Regions from separate parts of the Gossypium hirsutum genome. Here region 1 is linked to region 2. Evidence: chromatin contacts called from public Hi-C data. All regions are on one chromosome and are shown on one strand. The core of a region is the stretch at or near the end of the contact, and the rest is flanking DNA. Distances in the headings are between cores, read along the strand shown. Region 1 holds the start of LOC107913339 (transcription termination factor MTEF1, chloroplastic). Region 2 holds the start of LOC107893508 (26S rRNA (cytosine-C(5))-methyltransferase NOP2B-like).

Region 1 (2,700 bases), core at 89-2,588, 200 kb before region 2:
TGTTTAACTTCACAAATTCTTCATTACAGTCACTGAAAGCAGTAATCTCTGCACTAATAAGGAAATTGGAGAGGTAAAAGTACAAATAAGAATCTACTACCATATAAAACTTCAGCTTAAATGTTCAGATCGATCTATCTTGTCTAAACTAGCAACTACGAATAGAATGCAACACATTCAATGAAAAATAACATCACTAAGACAATCCAACTTCTAAATGCCAGAAATTCGGCCAAAAATTCGAACTTGAAGACATAACTAACAATCAAAATAATGTCAAGTAAAGGAAACCCAAGTATAAATTAGGTCACATCTTCGGAAACAAACATCGCCATAGATATCAGAAAGAACTCTAATTACTTGGTGGATAAAAAATTTCATCTACTTCAGAATATGAACAAATTTATAGGCTTATGACATCAATGATCAACCTATCAAATACGGATTAGAATATCAAACAATCCCAACAAAAGCTAATCCGTAGTCTAACTCTTCTCAAAGAACTTCAAGCTCACTCCTTACTGACCTGATTCAACAATCAGCACAAGCTACATTTTCAACAATTAATTAAAGTTTTCGGGTTCCTAATAAGACCAAGATTCTGAAATCACGTAACGGATCCCATTTTCATTCAATATGAATCTAAATTCCAATTTCTGAAGTTCTAATGGAAATCAAGTTATTACACAAGGAATTCGCTCAAATGGTATACAACTCATCAGTTTAAACAAAAGAAAAAGCTCAAAACCAGTTTCCAGAAAAACTCATCAAAGAAAAATAAACCTTCGGTTAGAAAAAACATCAAGCTTGATTCTTTTTCGAAGGAAAGGGAAAATACAATAAAACCAAGAATCACAAAAACTCAAACACATTAATCAAAACAATCCCAAAAGCTCAAAACCATTAAAAACAAGAGGAAAACAAAACTAAAACTTTTTTCAACAAATTTAAACAGAAATTATAAACAAAATTGATTACATACCGAGATGAATTGTTGAGAGAAAACTTGTTGTTGTGATGATAGAGAGAGATGAAAATCATAGCTTCTTAGAGACAGAAAGAGAGAAAATGGAGGGAAAGTAAGGGAAAATGATGGTGTTTAGGGTGGCGGTGGCGGGAAAGGATTGTTTTTAGGAGGCGAGAGGAATGTGTGTTGCATGGTGTGTGGGCGTGTACATTGCCGGCTATTTGTGAGTGGCGCTTCCTTTTTCTGGTTCGGGAAGAAACACACACAGAGATGAGAGAGAAAGAGGATAAGGCTTCAAAAATTTTATGACTTGAAGATCATCTCCCAGATTGCCTATCTCAAAGTCTGGATTTCTAAAGACAGTTCTTCAGGTTCCGACAAATTTGGCCTACCTGATTGGGCCATCATAGTCAATCTGACTTCACCCCAACTTCCTTGGTTCAATTTACAACCCATAAGCCCAATTTTGTACAAGCCTTTTCTTTAAGGAAGAGTTTCTTTTTTTTTCAACTTGATATTTGAGACGAATAAAAATTTAATGACTATTGACCCAAAAAAATGTTTTTTTTTCGGGGGTAAATTTTGCAGACCAAGCTACGGCCATGAGAAAGAGATGAAAGATTAGAGGCACAAACTGCCCGCTGTTTGGTTTCTTTTTTGAGCCACCAATTGTCCCTTGCTTGATGATGAATTGTGATGGATTTGAGAAGCGATTGGATGTCTTCAATAGTTGGTTTGAGCTTCCAACCTACAATATTGCGCTTAATAATTAAATTAATATATCTATTATCCTTGTCGAGGAGACCACAACGATCAACATTTTTAGATTTGAGTAATAATGGAATAGATAACAAAGTGAAGATTACAGGTTATAGCTTTTGCCAAAAATCAACTGGGACCCATCAGGTTCTTGTACAATCACTGCCCCACCTTTGACGAATAATGGAGATATTTATGCAAAGTGGAAGAAGATGCGGTTCCAATCAGGGGCGGAGCTAGAATAACTTTTTAGGGGAGGCTGAATGAAATTTTAATTTTTTATAGTCTATATCTTTATAATTTTTAAAAGATTAAATCTAATTTTTATAATCTTAGTGGGGTCAAAGTGTTATTTTACTTTTACTAATTTAAAATTTTAAAAAAATTTAAAGGGCTTAAATTGAAATTTTCTATTTTAGAGGGGCCGAGGCCCATACCAGCCCCCTAGATTCGCCTCTAATTCTAATCTCATGAATCTAGATATACATGGTTGAGAGGCAATTAGTGAGTCTTCATTGAAAGAGAGAAGGATAGATTGGACAAAATCATTAATCTTGATAATTCCTCCAAGGATCAACATTATTGAAAATGAGCTCATTCCTAAATTTCTAGACAATCCAGAGGGTACTAGCAACAAGAGTGTAAAATCTTTTGGATTCCTAAGTAATAATATCCTTATGTTTGAGTAAGCGGAGGATCTAAAAAGAGATAGTAGGGATATGGTTAGAATTAAAGCGAAAAGACAACGACGAACCAAACCAAACAACTTTAGCAAAGTAACATTCAAATAAAAGGTGTTCAAAGGTTTATATGTGATTAAGATAGACCGGGCAACAGACATCATCCTTAGAAAGACGTCTAGAGAGGTCTTTAGCAGGAAGGCAATTGTTATAGAGATTCTAAAGAAAAAGAGTTATTTTGAATAGAAGTTTGCGGAGCCAAAGTTGCTTCCATGCTATTTTAAGATCATGAAG
Region 2 (2,700 bases), core at 78-2,577:
ACTCATCAGACTCTTCTTTAATGTTCAGCTCCATCTCAGCTTGTGCATCTTTTTCTTCCCTCGCACGTTGTTCATCGATAGCCCTGGACTTCTCCTCTATATCTGTTTCATCTGAATCAGAATCGGAACCCGAACCTGAAGTGGAACCTGAACCACTGTCTGCAAAAACATGATAGAACAATAACCATTATTAATTAGTTAGCTTGAAACATGGTGAAATTTATGGAACCTGAAAATACTTTGCAATGCCACTGCATGGAAAGCTCTATTGCTAGGCTTTGGAGACTTGATGAGTTACGATTTCACCAAACTTGTACTAGGAGCGTCTATTCGGTACACACATACAAATGTTCACTTCCATGACATGGGAACTTGAACAACAAGATAGATGCAAACTAGAATTTCAAGTTTGCCATCCACAAACTCACTAAAGGCCATGAACAATAAGTACTTCACATGAATCATGTCCAAAACAAATTTGTGCCTCCTTGAAGCTAAAAACACAAATTCCAACTCTTCATTTCTCTAAAATATCTTTCTTTCGCACATACTGTGATGCTATATATGAAAAAAGCATTGGATACATACCCATCTCCAAAACTCACCCCAAATCCATGTAATGCATATATGTGATGAATATATGACAAAATTTAGAAAGAACAAAACTGAGTATAGCAGCATTGGATGCATAACCATAAGACACTCACCCAGAGTCAGAGTTACGTAAAAATATAATTACAAGGCATTATATTCAATCCAAGTAAAGCATATACATAATTTACAAGGAATTGACAAAAATGGGTACCTTCATTATCATCACTTCCTTGAAGGAAATCATCAGCCAAGGGAGCATCATCCTCATCTGAAATTTCAGAGACATCATCATCATCAAAATCAGACATTTGTTCATCTCCATCCAATAAGTCTCCAGCTTCTTCTTCTTCTTCGCTGTGGCCATCAGAGACATCATCCAAAACCTCATCTTTTTTGGTGGGTCGCTTTTTATCAATGAAAAGATCATTCCTTTGCTTCTTTTTTGGAGGTTGGTTCTTTGATTTCGCTCCTTTGCTCTTATTAGACGCCATCTGAAGCAGCAAAAACACATAACCAAGTTTGAGTTGTTCTATTACACCTGAGTCAAACCTAAAGCAATATTGAAGTTTTACCTTAAAATTAGGGTTTTGGCAGCTTCTATCTTCTGGGAGCTGTTAGGGTTTAAGGTATGTATAATATCATATTTTTGTAATAACGGTACTATGAGTAGAAGACATACAATTCAATTCAAGGAAGACTGGAGGAGGAAGACCCTTTTTTGGGCCAAATTTGGTTCAGACTGTTTTAGGGTTTGGGTTCGGATTTTATTAGTTTGGGCTTAGGAGTAACTTCCGGAAGCAATTTTTGACTAATTCACATAAATAATATAAAAAATTAAATTCTGAAATGAGTTGTGAGTGGGATTAATTACCAAAATAATATATTTTTAGGAGGTGCCTTTTTTATAGGTGTCACCATCTTTTTTTATAGTAATTCTTTTTTATAAAAAATATTATTATTTTTTAAAATATATATACAGGGTCAAAATACGGTCAACAAGTCAAAATACGAGTTGAAAATACTTGTGACCCGTGTGACGCTACCTGGACTGGTGGCACTAGTAGCGCATGTCAGATAGGCGGCATTGGTGCTACTGACCAATCCTTTCCGACCCCCTGCACCCCTGTGCCAAACACCCACGCCCCAGCTTTTCTTCTCTTTGCCTGTTGTGCACACTACTAAGCAGTGTTGTCCCTCCAAAAGGGAAAAAAAAATTTGAAATGGGGGACTTTATAAGCATGGTCCTCCATAAGATGAAGGCACTGGGGAAGAAAAGAGGAAAAGAAAGGAGGAGAAGAAGAAAGAAAGAAAGAAAGAAAAGGTATATATTATTTTAGTAAATAATTTTTTAAATTTGAAAAGGTTAATTAATATGTTGTGAATTTTTTTTGTTATTAATTATTATCTATAAATTGTTTATGTTTAGTGTTTATGGTTTTGGTTTAATAATTTTTATGAATGTAATTTTTTTTTTGCTTTTTTATAATTATTTTAAAATTATTTTGTTAGTAATTGAGGATTATGTTATAAATTGTTGTGTTTAGTTTAGTATTTTGTGATTTTTTGTTAATGTAAAATTATTTTGTTAGTAATTTATGATTAGGTTATAAATTGTTAATGTTTTGTTTTTTGTGATTTTTTAGTAATGTAAATTTTAAAAAAATAATTTTATAGTTATTTGTTAGTAATTTATGATTAGGTTTTAAATTGTTAGTGTTTTGTGATTTATCAATAACCTAATTTGTTTTTAAAAAATGTTATAGTTATTTTATTAGTAATTTATGGTTAGTTTACAAATTGTTAGTGTTTAGTTTATGGTTTTGTGATTTTTTAATAATTTATTTTTTTTTTAAATAATTTTATAGTTATTTTGTTAGCAATTTATTATTAGGTTATATAAATTGTTAGTGTTTAGTTTAGTGTTTTGTGATTTTTTATTAATGTAAATTTTTTTATAATGTAATTTTATTTTATTTTTATTTATTTGACAATTTTTATTGATTTATTAAAATGTAGATTAAATTTGCTGTTATATAATTTTATAAGTTGTTTGAAAGAAACTAAACAGCTATGTTTCTATTTTTATTTTTTATTCATATGTTATTT

Evidence for each region. Hi-C and Micro-C count contacts between places; a contact is called where the count stands out from the background.
Region 1: a contact with region 2 is called in a Hi-C map of leaf, with 2.4 times the contacts expected there. The contact joins the promoter of LOC107913339 here to the promoter of LOC107893508 in region 2. A contact is called at or near these places in 3 of 34 Hi-C or Micro-C datasets (hypocotyl, leaf and petal).

Annotation. Positions count from the first base shown.
Region 1 is chrA13:92,155,505-92,158,204 of Gossypium_hirsutum_v2.1, reverse strand. It overlaps LOC107913339 (transcription termination factor MTEF1, chloroplastic), which reads right to left and starts at 1,338. Exons shown (of 4, transcript XR_005907697.1): 1 at 983-1,338; 2 at 1-53.
Region 2 is chrA13:91,958,014-91,960,713 of Gossypium_hirsutum_v2.1, reverse strand. LOC107893508 (26S rRNA (cytosine-C(5))-methyltransferase NOP2B-like) reads right to left here and starts at 1,327. Exons shown (of 19, transcript XM_041085251.1): 1 at 1,167-1,327; 2 at 806-1,085; 3 at 1-159. The coding sequence starts at 1,085.